Regions from separate parts of the Mus musculus genome. Here all the other regions are linked to region 1. Evidence: chromatin contacts called from public HiChIP or PLAC-seq and promoter capture Hi-C data. All regions are on one chromosome and are shown on one strand. Each heading gives the region's core, a stretch centred on a gene start, on an enhancer-like site or on the middle of the called end of the contact. The rest is flanking DNA. Distances are from core to core; before and after follow the strand shown. Region 1 holds the start of Pnmal2 (PNMA-like 2). Region 2 holds the start of Fbxo46 (F-box protein 46). Region 3 holds the start of Irf2bp1 (interferon regulatory factor 2 binding protein 1).

Region 1 (4,680 bases), core at 837-3,336:
CCTGCTGAGCCATCTCCCATGTCCTCAGTCATATGTAAAGATGGGTTAGTTCATTATATGGTGTTCATTTCCATGTGAGCTTTCCCTACAGCTGTCCACAGCAGATGTAAAAACGTATGTGATTTAGGTTTTTCATCTTGTCCTGTGGATCCACTCTAGTGCCTCCATGTTCACACACACATACACACACACACACACACACACACACACACACACACACACACAGTGAAAGAAACAAAAAAAATTTTTTTTGGAACCCAAGTCGATCTGGAGATAATGTAAGCTTTGGGGTTAGATAAGATATTCAGAAAATTCACTTTGGCTTTGTATTAATTAATGATGGTTGCTGTAAAATGCCACATCACACAGGCATTTTGCATTTGAGGCTAGCATGGCGTTTCTGTCTGAGGGACATGAGCAGGGGAAATGGAGAACAGGTAAGCAGTTTGCACAGTGCCCGGTTGCCATGGGAACTGTGCCATCAACCTTTTTTTTTTTTTTTTCTTTACTGACAAAGCAAATAACAAAGCCAGAGGATGGGGGGAACCCAAGGTGGTTTTGTTCTGTTCGTGTTTATTATTTAACAAATGCTTATGTAACCTCAGGCCTGATAAACAGCACACACAGCCGTTGTTCAAGGAGAGGCAACTAAGCCAGCTTCTCTCCCCTCACTCTCATGGGCTGGGGTCTCCAGGAGACCCTTAGGAAAAGGAACAATGGCTGTCACCATTTCACAGAGAAGCAAACAGATCAGGGAAAGTTCTAGAAGATTCTCGAAGTTGCTGCTGAGAAAGCAATAAGGATAGAATATAAATCCAACAGATAGTCTATTCAACTCATAGAGGGAGGGACAGGCAGCTCAAGGGCCTTTAAAGCAATGGACCATGGGTATGGTGGTAGGTGAGAGCTGACCTAAAAGTTGTCCTCTGACCTCCATACATATGCTGTGCACAGGCATGCCCCACCGCACATGCATCGTACATATGCACACACACACACACACACAAATCATAAATAAAACAAAAATTTCAAAATAAAAAATTTGGAATATCTGGGTACAGTGGCTCACACCTATGATCCCAGCATTCTGAGGCAGGAGGATTACCAGGACTTTGAGGCTAGCCTGGGCTACATAGTGATATCCTGTTTCAAAAACCAAACCCCAAAAGGATCCAGGTGTGCTAGCATACAACGTCAATCCAGCATTCAGCAAGCAAAGGCAGAAGGCAGAGGGCAGAGGGCAGAGGCAGAGGCTGACAGATCTCTATGAGTTTGTGGCTAACCTGAGCTACACAGTTCTAGGCTAAACTGGCCTACAAAGTGAGATCCCGTTTCAGAAGCAGAATATAGGGACATCCATGAGTGAAGCTGGTCTCCATGAGTCTGGTACCCACATACTGAGTACCACACACCCGAAATGATACCCCTTGGCTCATAAAGGACAGCTGACCGGGGCGTTTCTGCTTGCTATTGAGGATACGGTAAAACATAGAGCCCGTGTGAGGTTACACCTCCAAAGGACAGTTTGATTTGGGGCTTTATTAATCAGAGGTCTATCTGTCCCGCAGGAATGAGGATGTAGTTCGGTTGGTAGAGTGCTTACGCAGCATGCAGAAAACCCTGGCCCCGAGCCCCAGAGACGTATTAATAAAACAGCGCAGGCTAGACACCACTGAGGCCTGTAATCGCAGGAGGGCGGAAGCAGGAGAATCAGAAGTTCAAGGTCATCCTTGGCTACATGGCAAGTTCAAGGCTAGCCTGGCCTTGCTTCAAAAAACAAAGCCAGAATAAATGACCCTGGTGGAAGCCTCTATTCTTTCCAAGGAGGTGTCTGTCTATCCCTTGAAGTGAGACTGATCACCTTCAGTGGTTTTCACAGTGACTTTGTCTTCCTTCTTGGCTCACTAGTCCCTAAACCCTCCTTCCCACCTGGCCCTTTAAGAGCAGCTGCTGCGACCGTACCCGGGCAGACCCCAGCTGCAGCCTGCAGTGTTACTATGGAGACGGGGACTAGCAGGAGGGGGCGGAGAGGTGATTGGGTCCGCGCAGGCGCAGACCGAGGCTGCCGTTCCGCAGCGGCCCCGCTGAGCGTCTAGACCCGGGTACGCGCTTCACTCCAGACTCCGCGGGAGCACAGGCGAGCCGCTGCTCTCACTCACCCCCACGCCCACCAGGTGCGTTGATCGTCGCCCTCCTGTACTCCACCAGCGGTGTCCAGTCACCTAGGTTGTCAGGGACAAAGGGAAGGGAGGAGCAACCCGGGACAGCCCGGAGAAAGTACACGTAAGCCCCCTGCGGACCCTCGGATTGCCCCGGGGGAAGACCGTTGAGTCCGGCAAGCTAGCAGGTAGCTATAGCCTACAGCCCCAAACCCGGAGTCTGGACTCTCACCCTGCTGGTGGCCTTTCCAGAGTGGGATTGACCTAGCCTGTGTTCAGTAGCCCACCCCTTTCTCGGGCTCCCTCCCGCCTAAGATTAGCCTCCGCCGGGCAGCGCCATGACGATGAACCTTCTGCAAGATTGGTGTAAGGAGCTGGAAGTGGAGGTGCACAGGGCCCTCCTGATCACGGGCATCCCTGAGCGCCTGCAGCAGGCGGACATCGAAGCTACCCTGAGTCCGAACTTGCAGCCCCTGGGCAACTACAGGCTTCGGACTGTGAGAGCTGTAACCAAAGAGAAGTCTCAGGCAGCCCTTGTAGAATTTGGGGCAGACTTCGATCACTCTGCCATACCTATCCACATTAGGGGAGAGAATGGGATTTGGAAAATCCTGAGTAAGGACCGCGGGCAAGATGCGCGGGTCCTTAGGCAGATGAGGCGCCTGTTGCTGGATGAAAGGCCCATGGATGACTTCAGAGAAATAGCCATCCCTCTGGTATTGGAGGCCCAAGCCCAGGCCAAGGGATTAGGGAAGGAGGCCAAGAAGGCTGGCTCCTCTGAAGGGGCAGCTAGGAGCGGCCGTCGGGGCCGTCGGGGAGGCAAGCGCCGATCCAGAAGCCACAAGTTGACGGCTCAGAAGGGCCAGAAGAGGAGCCGGGGAGGGCGGCGAGCCAGGAGTGAGTCGGAAGACTCTTCTGATGACAGCCTGGGTATCGTCATAGAGGAGATCTACGCAGAGGACCTGAGCGTAGATGAAGACCAGAGGGCCCTGTATGCCACGCTCCAAGCAGCTGCCAAAGAGCTCACCAAGAAGTGGGCCTTTCGGGGTGACCAGGAAGAAGGAGATGGCCCCCGAGAATTCTTGGCACTTGTCACTGTCACCGACAAAGCTAAGAAGGAAGAGATAGAGAAAGACCTTCCTGGGACAGAGTCTATCTGCTTAAACATCAAAGACGAAAAGAGCGGGGTTCCTGATTTAGTCGCGCTACTGGCTGTGAGAGATACCCCCGCAGTGGAGGTAGAGACAGAGGTGGATGATGATGATGAAGATGACGAAGATGAAGATGATGAAGATGATGACGAAGATGAAGATGACGATGAAGATGATTCCGACAGCGAGTCTCTGGAAAATGGAGAGCACGGAAAGGAAGTGATGGATAGCCCCGAGTTTGTGGCTATTGTGGCTTATACAGACCCCGCTGACCCCTCTGCCAGAGAGGAAATGCTAAAAATAGCTTCTGTGATTGAGACCCTCGGCTGGGGCGACAAAAAAGACAAAAAAGATGTCCTTCCTCAAGTCCTGTCCGTCATGGCTAAGGACACCTCTGGGCCCAGGGTGAAGGTAGAGGAGGCAGGTCGTCAGGTGGACGCCATGGTCCTGAGGAAGGCAGAGGAAGATGGGAATCTTCTGGAATGTATTTCTACCTTGGCTGAGGCAGAGAACTGCCCTAAGGGAAAGAAGTCTGGGCTAGGTCTCCTCAGAGGCTGGACCGCTGAGGGCCACCAGGGTGGCCTATTGGAGCTGGTGGCACTCTTGGCTGCGCAAGATATGGTGGAAGCTGTGAGAGAAGAAGAAGCCAGCAGGTGGGGCAGTGGTGGAAGTGGTGGCCGGAAGTGTGACCATAGCCAAGGTGGTTTATCTGAGGTCCTGGCTTTCCTGGCCTCCCAGGAGAATCTAGAATCCAACGAGGAATCGGACGAGGATTCAGACACAGAGTCAGAGGGAGATTCCGAGGACACTGACAGCGAAGAGTCCGAACCTGGTGACAGCGTGTCCAAGAAGCCGCGCGCCAAGAGAGCGCGCACAGGCTCCAAAGGCCTCCCACCGGCCGGCGCCACCGCGGTCTCCACCGCATCCCGGGCACGCAAAGCCCGCAGGGGTGGCCGCGGTCGTGGCCGGGCTGTCACCCCAGAGAAGAAAACGGGGAGCGGGGTTTCAACCGAGGACCATGCGGGGAACAACAACAAGAAGAAGAAGGGATCCGCAGGAGCCGGGGCCCGTGCCAGGGCTGGCGAGGCCAAGGGACAGCCAGCTGCTGTTCCCAAGTCTACCCGCGGAAAGAAAGCACGCAGGGGCCCAAGGCGGGCGCCCAAATGCCGTTAGTGCCGCAGATGTCACTACAAGCCCTGTCTCTTGTGTGTGGACTTCCCTCCCTACTTTCCTCCTATTCTCTCTCCTCCCTGCAGCCCCCTCTCGCTTAACCGTGTGCATTTGCTTTGTGCGCTGCTGCGTCCCTGGCTGGCTATGGCCGGTGCCCAGCTTTCCCTCTCAGCTCTATGAACAGATGGCGATGGCGCGAG
Region 2 (4,680 bases), core at 1,552-4,051, 2.2 Mb after region 1:
CCAGCTCAGGTTTATGTAGTCAGGCTGGACTCCAAATCATAAAAGGTTATATGTGTGAATTACCACAGCCAGCTCAGACCACAAGCCTTAACACTGAAAACCCCAAATCCTAGAGGAAGGATATCCAGGGTATAAAAAAAAAAGAAAAAAGAAAAACCCTCACCACCCCAAATGTAGTGGGAATACCCAAGGGGTGCTTCCCCTTCTCAGAAGAGAAGGAGAGGGGCACTGGGGGAGGACCTACCAGAGGGGTAGGAGGGACTGAGAGGAGAGGAGGGCTGATATTGGGATGTAAAGTGAAAAAAAAATTTTAAAAAGATTTATTTATTTATTATATGTAAGTACACTGTAGCTGTCTTCAGGCACCCCAGAAGAGGACACCAGATCTCACTACAAATGGTTGTGAGCCACCATGTGGTTGCTGGGATTTGAACTCAGGACCTTCATTAGAGCAGTGAATGCTCTTAACCACTGAGCCATCTCTCCAGCCTCGAAAAAATAATTTTTAAAAATGTGTTTCATGTCCTACAATAAATATCTCTAAACTCTAAAACTGTCCCTTCAGATCCTCACATTGTGATTTCCTTCTTAGAAAACTTAGACCTCACGCATGCATCCCACTGAGACCTGGAACCCTAAATTGACACCTATACGCAATGAGTAGCACGACGACTCCAGGCTTTAAAATTAATTCTCAAAGACCCAAGCCGTGCCCACTCCAGAGCCTATTTTCCTGCTTTGATGGTCTCCACTGATACTGAAAAGCCCCAACCCTGTCAAATTAGACCTCTGACCCTCCGAACGTAACCCCTGGAACCCCAAACTAAGATTTCCAGATCTCCCGTCTTCAGCTTCCAAAAGCCGAGCCTCGAACAGGAGACCCCATGTCTCAAACGCCACTAATAACTTTCCAGAAACCCAGCCTGGATTCCCTCAAACACAAAGTCTACCCTCAAACCGGTCTCGAGCTCTGGGGTCCCTCTCCATCCGACCTAGAGCTCCCTAGGGGGTCACGGCCGCAGGGTGTGACTCTGACGACTCCTCACCATCTCCCCGCTACCTCAAGCCAGCTAGAGCCAGGGCGTCTGCCGCCCCACACCCGTTGGTCACCAGCACTCACCTCAAGATTTGCAATATGGCGTTAAGCCTCGACTTCTGCTTTGGCACTGGGCTCACGCTTCGACAGTCTGAAGGCTCCGGCAGCGGCTCGCGCGGCTCCCGCGGCTCGCGGGGTCCCAGGGATGCAGACCGCGTGCCTCCCGACGCGCAGACCGAGCGAAGAATGGCAGGGCGCGAGGCTGTGGCGCGAAGGCACCAGAGCGCCTGAGGCGAGGCCACGCCCCCTCCACGTTCCCGCCACGCGGTGCCAGGCACGAGCAGAGGAGCGTTGGAAAAGGGCAGTGCGGCGAGTGCGCACGCGCACCCGGGGCAGGGCACGGGCCACAGCTCCGACACGTGCTCCCGCTCCCGCGCTCGCAGCATCAGCCAATCAGCTCTTGCTCCATTACCCGCCCTTTCCTCAGGCCACGCCCTCTGTTTTGCCCCGCCCCCTGACCTATTTACCTCAGACCCCAGCAGGATTTGCCAGGTGTCCGCAAGCGCGAGGTGTCTGTACTCCCCCTGCTGGCCCTCCTGTGTCCCCATCCGACCCTTTCGCTTTAGGGCGCATCTGCTTAAAGACCACTGTGTGTCAAGTACCTTGTTCAGGCGGCTAACTTCGCCACCTTTCCCTGAAACGAGGCTTTGTAGACCCCATGGAAATGCCAGTTCCTGTAGCTGCAAACAAAGTAACCTTTAGTGTCTGAGTGTGGATCCAGTCTTGCTATATAGCCCAGGCTTGCCTACTACTTGTAACCGTTTTGTCTCAGGTCTGTCTGGAACGCAAGGAATGCACTACCTTGTAACTCAGGTTACAAACTACACAATTTATTTTTAAAAAGCATTTTAGTTTTAACTAGGTATACATGTTGGGGGGGTGGGGGGGAGGAATACTGCACGCAGGTGTCCCCAGATGCCAGAGGCATCAGATGCCCCTAGAGCTGGAGTTTTAGACAGGGGCTTCTAGGGGCATCTTCAGGGGCAAATGCAAATTCTCTGCAAGAGCGATGTCTTCCTAACCTCTGAGTAGTCTTTCCAGCTTCATCTTTATTTTTTGACACAGCGTCTCATACCCTTGACCAGGCTAGTCTCAAACTCACAGAGGTACACTAACCTCGGCGTCCAAAATGGTGCGATTAAAAGTGTGTGCCACCACGGCAGATTCAAACCGTACATTTTGGAAATGCTGCCAAGATTCCTGCCCTTCTGGAGGCTCTGTTCTACCTGTGATGTGAACATAGTGCCTGGGCTTTTCCTCACTTCGATATCTTGTTTTCTTTATTTGCCAATTAGGAGGTGGTGGTAGGCAAGTGTGGGGAGTGAGATGAAGGTGAGAAATGGGAGAGAAAGTTTGGGAAAACTCATATATTATTAATTATTTGTCAACTAACATGATAAATCAATAAAGTTGTTCTTCCTAAACTCTTCATCCCTCGCTAACGTCCCTTTGAAGTAGCCTCGATTCTCTTTTCAAGGGCCTCGGGCCAAAATGGAGGCGGCTGGACTCTATTTCCCAGATACCCTCGCGGGAGAATTTTCTGCGCCTGCGTATTTTAGTGTGCCCTTAGCCTCCTGGTAATTAGAGTTTCTGTCTCTCAGCCCGCCTAGTTTGTTTCCTACTCCACCTCCAAGTTACCGTATTGCATCTTGGGAGCTGTAGTCCATGGCCGCCCGTACTCTAATTCCCAGTGGGCTTCGGGGCCAGAACCCGGAAGGGGAGGCTGGAGAGGAGCGAGTGGGGGAAACCCGCGTAGTCGGGAGAGCTGCAGCGCGGGGAGATGGTGAGAGCCCCAAGCTGGGTCCTGCGGGTGCTTGAGAGTATGAGCGGGGTGTTCAGGACTTGGGTTCGAGAGGAAGCAAACTGAGGCTAAAGAAAGGGCTGGGTGTGGGGAGATCACTGTGGGTGGGGATTGAGAGGAACGGGAGCCCGAGGAAGTAGAAGAATGGGGGCTAGGGAGGGGTCTTGGAGGTGGAGAGAGTCGAGCTTTGGAATCAGCTATCAAGGGGATTGGGAGCTGGAGGAGTGAGGCGCGGAGTTGGAGTCCTGGCTGAATAGATCAGAGACCCTGAGTGGGTAATTTCGAGGGAGGTTAGTTAGCCTGGTTATATGGAAAGGCATAGGAGTCCGGGATAAATGAGTGAAGGGAGAGGCTAACCACGGATGCATTGGGTTGGGTTGCGGGATTGCGAGGTGGGGCGGCAAGGCCAGTTGAAGAGATGGGAGGTAGAAGTCATCGATGGTCCAGGTTAGCTTCTAGGACCAGGAGGCGTTGTAGGGTGCGTGAGTTAGGAGCGTGGCTGTCAATATCGTGTCTTAATCTAACCAAAAACTACCAATAAACTGGACAGCCACAGAACTCTGGGTTGATATGACCAGATGGGGTCCATAGAGACAACCTTTAGCACCCTTCTAGCCCCGGTCGTATCTAGATATAGTGGTTTGTGTGGGCAGTCCAGCTTTCAGGTTCCTTATTCTCTTTTGTGACCTGCACAGGTCTCTCTGTAACCCTCTTGTGACCTTATATGTATGGTGAGAACAAGCAGGCCATTCTGAAGATAGCTAAAGGGAGGTTCCATAAAAATTGATATTTTTGTTAGGAAAGTTAAGTCCCAGCGTCAAAGCTGTTGGTGGAAAGCTCCCGTCCCAGGAATGTTGACTGGATTCAAGTTGTTAAAAGATTTCCTATTCTTCAGTCCAGCCCCCCAGACATTTTCTCAAAACCTGACAATAGCCTATGTACACCACAGTTTATGCAGGGGACACCCCCGTCCCCAGCCCTACCCCTTTATTGCTAGCATCTTTTTCTAAGAAATGCCCAGGTTCGGTTTCAGCTGTGTGTGTATTAACTCACTGGATTCAGGCGGTGCCTTAAGTGTAGATCTTCATTTCACAGGAAGCAAGTAGAGGCACGGAGAGTTTAAGCAATCTTCTCCATGTCAGCCAACATTAAATGGTAAATGTACAATTGCAATTTGGGTCAGAATCTGCTTTGGTGGAGACACCCGGCCAGAACAACTGTCAGATAGGATTTAAGTCTTTTCTGTGACCTGAGCTTGGAAATCTGTCCAGCTATTAAATGAGATCCATAACCTTGGTAGGCTAGAGAGTTTAGGGAGATAATGTTTGGAAAGTGCTTAGACTAAGTGCATATAGTACACATGTGTTGTCTTGGGACTTGCTGTGTAGCTCAGGCTGGCCTCTTAACTCTTGAACTTCCCGCCTCAGGAGCCAGAGTGCTGAGGTTTATCACTACTGGTGCCCAGATATTATTTGTTGTTGTTTTGAGACAGGGACTCAACTAAAAACTGTGTAGCTGAGGGTGGCCTTGAACTTCTGATCCTCCTGTCTCCATATCCTGATTTCAGGGATTATAGATGTGCACTACCATGCCTGGTTTATGCTGTACTGGGGATCAAACTCGGGGTGTTGTGCATGCTAGGCAAGCGATCTACCAGCTAAACTACATCACTGGGTCATGTTTTTGTTTCTGAAGTGAATGGGCAAAACCAGATAAAGGAGGTAGGAGAGGACCCAGTGAGGGGGCACGGGACGTGCTGTCCCTTGCTCTCAAGTTGCCTCCC
Region 3 (4,680 bases), core at 939-3,438, 2.1 Mb after region 1:
AAAAGCCTTAACTAACCCTGGTGCAGAAGCACACACTTGAAGGTTGCAACAAACAGAGTTTATCTAGGTCTGTTAAGAGCAGTTCAATAAAGTAATTGGGTAGTTAACTCAGGCAAGGACAGAGACGGGGCAGAACGAAAAATAGGCTTTTACAGCCTTAAAGAGCCTATCAAGGGATCATGGCTCATACTTGCCATTCCTGTACTAGGGAGGCTTGCTGTGAGTTCAAGGCTAACCTGTGCTTCAGAGACCTATCGTTAGAAAAAGGAAAAATAAATAAAGCCAGGCATGGTTAATGTATTTTTGAAATCTCAGCCCCCAGGAGGTTAAGGAAGGAGGACCCAGAGCTCAGGCCAGCCAGCCTGGACCACCTAGTGAGGCCCAGTTTCAAAATTAAAAATACAGGCTGGTAGTACATCTCAGCACTAGAGCACTTAGCATAAGGCCCTGGATTCCATCCCAGTACCACGTATAAGCAGGAGAAAGTAAATAAACAGTAGTACAGGAAACCTATGGTTGTGAACATAGTATCTCCCAGGAAACGATAAAAATAGGCAATTTGTTTAAGGGAGAAGTGTTAAAACAGTAATGCAGGTGGTAGTTAAATTGTAACGCTGAAATAGAAAGCCAGGGCTGCTGTGACTACTCTGGGGTGGGGGTGAGAAAACCACCAAGCCTCCACTAAGTGCAAACCTGGAAGAACGCAAAGAAGACACTGGGGGGGGGGGGGGGAATTGAGACCACCAGCGGGGATCCAGGCCAAGTGAGGGGAAAGGGCTGATGTGAGCTAGGTCCTGGAGACATATGTCGCTTCTCCTAGCTCCCCCCACCCCCCCAAAAAAGCTAAAAACATGGGGTGCCCACAGCCGATTGGGCCCACCAGGCCATTAAGCACTTGGAGGTTTGGGGTTGCCCTTCCCAGCAATCTCCTCTTGGCTTCCTCATTCCAAATATAAGAGTAATAAGAGCCCCCTAACCTGGGGGGTGGGGGTGGAGGGAGAGGGCGAAATTCCCTGCTAGCAAGGGGGGGGGGCAAGAATCGGGAAGGCCTTCCCCCCCCAAGCTTCCAAGCAGAGGAAGTACGTCAGTGCGTCCATCTCGCAGAGCATTTTGGGAATTGTAGTGAAATTGGAGGTGTACCGAGAAGCCAACTCTGTAACCCTTTAGAGACCAAATACGTGCACAGCTGGAGCAGAATTGGCAGGCTCAGAGAACGTTCTTTAGCAGATGAGGAAACTAAGGCAGCCGCCTGGCTCGGAAGCCTACAGTCTTATCATCCTGTAGCCTCTGGGCCGCCCTTGAGGCTAGTACCTAAGACACTGGGAAGGACAAACTGCCAAGTAGACACTACTCTCCAAGAGTTGCCTGAAACCATCCCCTTGAAACCGTCCAATCAGAGCCTCTCCGCCCCAATTCCCCCAAAGCTGCTGCCTTTCTAACCGGTTATTGGCCCTTCTTGAAGGGGCGGGATTCTAAGAGAGGGCAAGACTCTTCTAGAACTGCTCAGCAAATCAGAGCAGAAACTGCTTTCCGGCTTCTGGGTATGGTGTCGGGACTGTAAACCCACAAGGAGGCTGAAGCAGGGAGATTGCAGCAAGTTTGAGGCCAGCCTAGACTACATAGGCTAGCCTTCTAGGCCAACCTGAGCTAAAGAATAAATCTAAGTCTTAAGAAAGAAAGAGGGGGGGCTGGTGAGATGGCTCAGTGGGTAAGAGCACCCGACTGCTCTTCCGAAGGTCAGGAGTTCAAATCCCAGCAACCACATGGTGGCTCACAACCATCCGTAACGAGATCTGACTCCCTCTTCTGGAGTGTCTGAGGACAGCTGCAGTGTACTTACATATAATAAATAAATAAATAAATAAATCTAAAAAAAAAAAAAAAAGATTGTTTAAAAAAAAAAAAAAGAAAGAAAGAGGGGGCGGGGAAAGGGGGGAAATTGCATCCACAGCAACTTGGCCACCCGAGCATTTATGAAACCATTACCCACTCCATGGACCCTGTGTGCGAACCCCAGCTTCCTGGCGAGGCACAGTGAAAATTAAGCACCCAGACCAGCGCGCGCCCTCTTTTCCCGCCACTGCTTTCTACCCAGTCCCCTTTAAGAAGCAGCCCCGACGGGACTACATTTCCCAGAAGGCTTTGCCCGCGCGTTATGTAACTTTCCCTGCGAAGCGGCCTCTGGGGCAGAAGAAGGAGGTGGAGGCGACGGCGGCCGTTGCAGCGGCGTCGGCGGCGCGAGCGGAGCGGCGGGAGCCTGGGGCGGCGGCGCCCGAGGCCCATCGAGGAGCTGGAGCTGTGCATCGCGGCTCACGGCGCGGACCGGACGGGGGCGCCGACGTGCGTGCTCGTGGCTTGCCTTTTCCACCGGAGGCGGGAGTGAGAGAGAGAGGAAAAAAAAGGCTGAGGGCCCAGGGGGCGGGGAAGGGGGGCCGGGCCTGAATCCGGCGGGGAGGCCGAGCCCGAGGCCGGATTGAGCGGCTCGCGCGCCCGTCCCGGGGCACGGCGGAGCGAACGTGGGCGGCGGGTGCACAGCAGGGGCACCTGGCGGCGTTCCGGGGGGCGCCATGGCGTCCGTGCAAGCGTCCCGCCGCCAGTGGTGCTACCTGTGCGACCTGCCCAAGATGCCGTGGGCCATGGTGTGGGACTTCAGCGAGGCTGTGTGCCGCGGGTGCGTGAATTTCGAGGGCGCGGACCGCATCGAGCTGCTCATCGACGCCGCCCGCCAGCTCAAGCGCAGCCACGTGCTCCCCGAGGGCCGCTCGCCCGGACCCCCGGCTCTCAAGCACCCGACTTCCAAGGACCTAGCCTCCACGGGCTCCCAGGGCTCCCAGTTGCCACCCCCGCAGGCCCAGGCGCAGCCATCGGGGACCGGCGGTAGCGTCTCAGGCCCGGACCGCTATGACAGGGCTACTTCATCCAGCCGCCTGGCGCTGCCTTCGCCGGCTTTGGAGTACACCCTGGGGTCCCGCTTGGCCAACGGGCTGGGCCGCGAGGAGGCCGTGGCGGAAGGGGCACGCAGGGCTTTGCTTGGCTCCATCCCCAGCTTGATGCCCCCCGGGCTGCTGGCAGCTGCAGTGTCTGGCCTTGGAGGCCGAGCTCTGACGCTGGCACCTGGCTTAAGCCCCGCTCGTCCACTTTTCGGCTCCGATTTCGAGAAGGAGAAGCAGCAGAGGAATGCGGACTGCTTGGCAGAACTGAACGAGGCCATGCGGGGCCGGGCGGAGGAGTGGCATGGGCGTCCCAAGGCTGTAAGGGAACAGCTACTGGCTCTGTCCGCCTGTGCCCCTTTCAATGTTCGATTCAAGAAGGACCACGGGCTGGTGGGACGGGTGTTCGCCTTTGATGCCACTGCCCGCCCTCCGGGCTATGAGTTCGAGCTGAAGCTCTTCACCGAATACCCCTGTGGTTCTGGCAATGTTTACGCGGGGGTCCTTGCAGTGGCTCGCCAGATGTTTCATGATGCTCTTCGAGAGCCAGGGAAGGCCCTGGCCTCATCGGGCTTCAAGTACCTCGAGTATGAACGGCGCCATGGTTCAGGGGAATGGCGCCAGTTAGGAGAGCTGCTTACGGATGGGGTCCGCAGCTTCCGAGAGCCTGCTCCTGCGGAGGCCCTGCCCCAGCAGTACCCAGAACCGGCCCCTGCTGCTCTGTGTGGCCCACCTCCAAGAGCCCCATCCCGAAACCTGGCGCCCACTCCACGCCGTCGCAAAGCATCCCCTGAGCCCGAGGGCGAGACAGCTGGGAAGATGACCACGGAGGAGCAGCAACAGCGGCACTGGGTGGCGCCAGGCGGTCCATACTCTTCAGAGACCCCTGGTGTGCCCTCACCTATTGCTGCCCTCAAGAATGTGGCCGAGGCTCTGGGCCACTCACCCAAGGACCCTGGTGGGGGTGGAGGCTCTGTCCGCGCAGGGGGTGCTAGCCCCGCGGCTTCCTCCACAACCCAACCACCGGCCCAGCATCGTTTGGTGGCACGCAATGGAGAGGCAGAAGTCAGCCCCACTGCCGGGGCTGAAGCTGTCAGCGGGGGTGGTAGCGGCACAGGGGCGACCCCTGGAGCCCCCTTGTGCTGTACCCTGTGCAGAGAAAGGCTGGAAGACACCCACTTCGTGCAGTGTCCCTCGGTACCCGGACACAAGTTCTGCTTTCCTTGCTCCCGAGAGTTTATCAAGGCACAGGGCCCAGCCGGAGAGGTGTACTGCCCCAGTGGAGACAAATGTCCACTGGTGGGTTCCTCTGTCCCCTGGGCCTTCATGCAGGGCGAGATCGCTACTATTCTTGCTGGTGACATCAAGGTCAAGAAAGAAAGAGACCCCTAGGCTGCCACTGCCAGGCTTCTTTCCCCTCCCCCTTAACCATCACCGCATCTGCGGATAAATTATTCCCTACCGCACCCAACCCTGTACCACCCTAACCTATGTATATACCCTTTCCTCTGCCCAGATGGGTCCCCTGGGGTAGATACATTGTGGGTGGGGGGAGAGAGCTTGTGGCTCCTGTCAGAGAGGGTGTTTGGGGTTCCTGGGCCCCTCCTTTCTTTTTCCTTTCTTGGCTTGGCTTTCCTGCTGTTGGTAGTTGGGTGAGAGGTACCCCGCGTGTCCTTGAGAAGGGACCTCCTGAGAACTCGCTCTTTATAAACGAAGCAAAAGCATTTTATTGTTCCCCCTCTCCCACCCT

Evidence for each region. Promoter capture Hi-C pulls out the DNA fragments that hold promoters and counts their contacts. HiChIP or PLAC-seq counts read pairs in DNA pulled down with a chosen protein or histone mark.
Region 2: a contact with region 1 is called in an H3K4me3 HiChIP or PLAC-seq map of forebrain, with 5 times the contacts expected there. The contact joins the promoter of Fbxo46 here to the promoter of Pnmal2 in region 1. A contact is called at or near these places in 4 of 115 datasets of contacts at active chromatin or transcription factors (astrocytes, embryonic forebrain, forebrain and 1 more).
Region 3: a contact with region 1 is called in a promoter capture Hi-C map of hippocampal neurons, with 6 times the contacts expected there. The contact joins the promoter of Irf2bp1 here to the promoter of Pnmal2 in region 1. A contact is called at or near these places in 5 of 39 promoter capture datasets (3T3-L1-derived adipocytes, cranial neural crest, embryonic stem cells and 2 more), 1 of 484 Hi-C or Micro-C datasets (myocytes), 9 of 115 datasets of contacts at active chromatin or transcription factors (astrocytes, embryonic forebrain, embryonic hindbrain and 5 more) and 1 of 9 other capture datasets (embryonic stem cells).

Annotation. Positions count from the first base shown.
Region 1 is chr7:16,942,596-16,947,275 of GRCm38.p6, forward strand. It overlaps Pnmal2 (PNMA-like 2), which reads left to right and starts at 2,087. Exons shown (of 1, transcript NM_001099636.2): 1 at 2,087-4,680. The coding sequence starts at 2,498. The coding sequence ends at 4,483.
Region 2 is chr7:19,117,058-19,121,737 of GRCm38.p6, forward strand. It overlaps Fbxo46 (F-box protein 46), which reads left to right and starts at 2,802. Exons shown (of 2, transcript NM_175530.3): 1 at 2,802-2,879. Bhmg1 (basic helix-loop-helix and HMG-box containing 1) reads right to left here and starts at 1,287. Exons shown (of 13, transcript NM_001370811.1): 1 at 1,121-1,287.
Region 3 is chr7:19,001,870-19,006,549 of GRCm38.p6, forward strand. Irf2bp1 (interferon regulatory factor 2 binding protein 1) reads left to right here and starts at 2,189. Exons shown (of 1, transcript NM_178757.4): 1 at 2,189-4,680. The coding sequence starts at 2,568. The coding sequence ends at 4,322.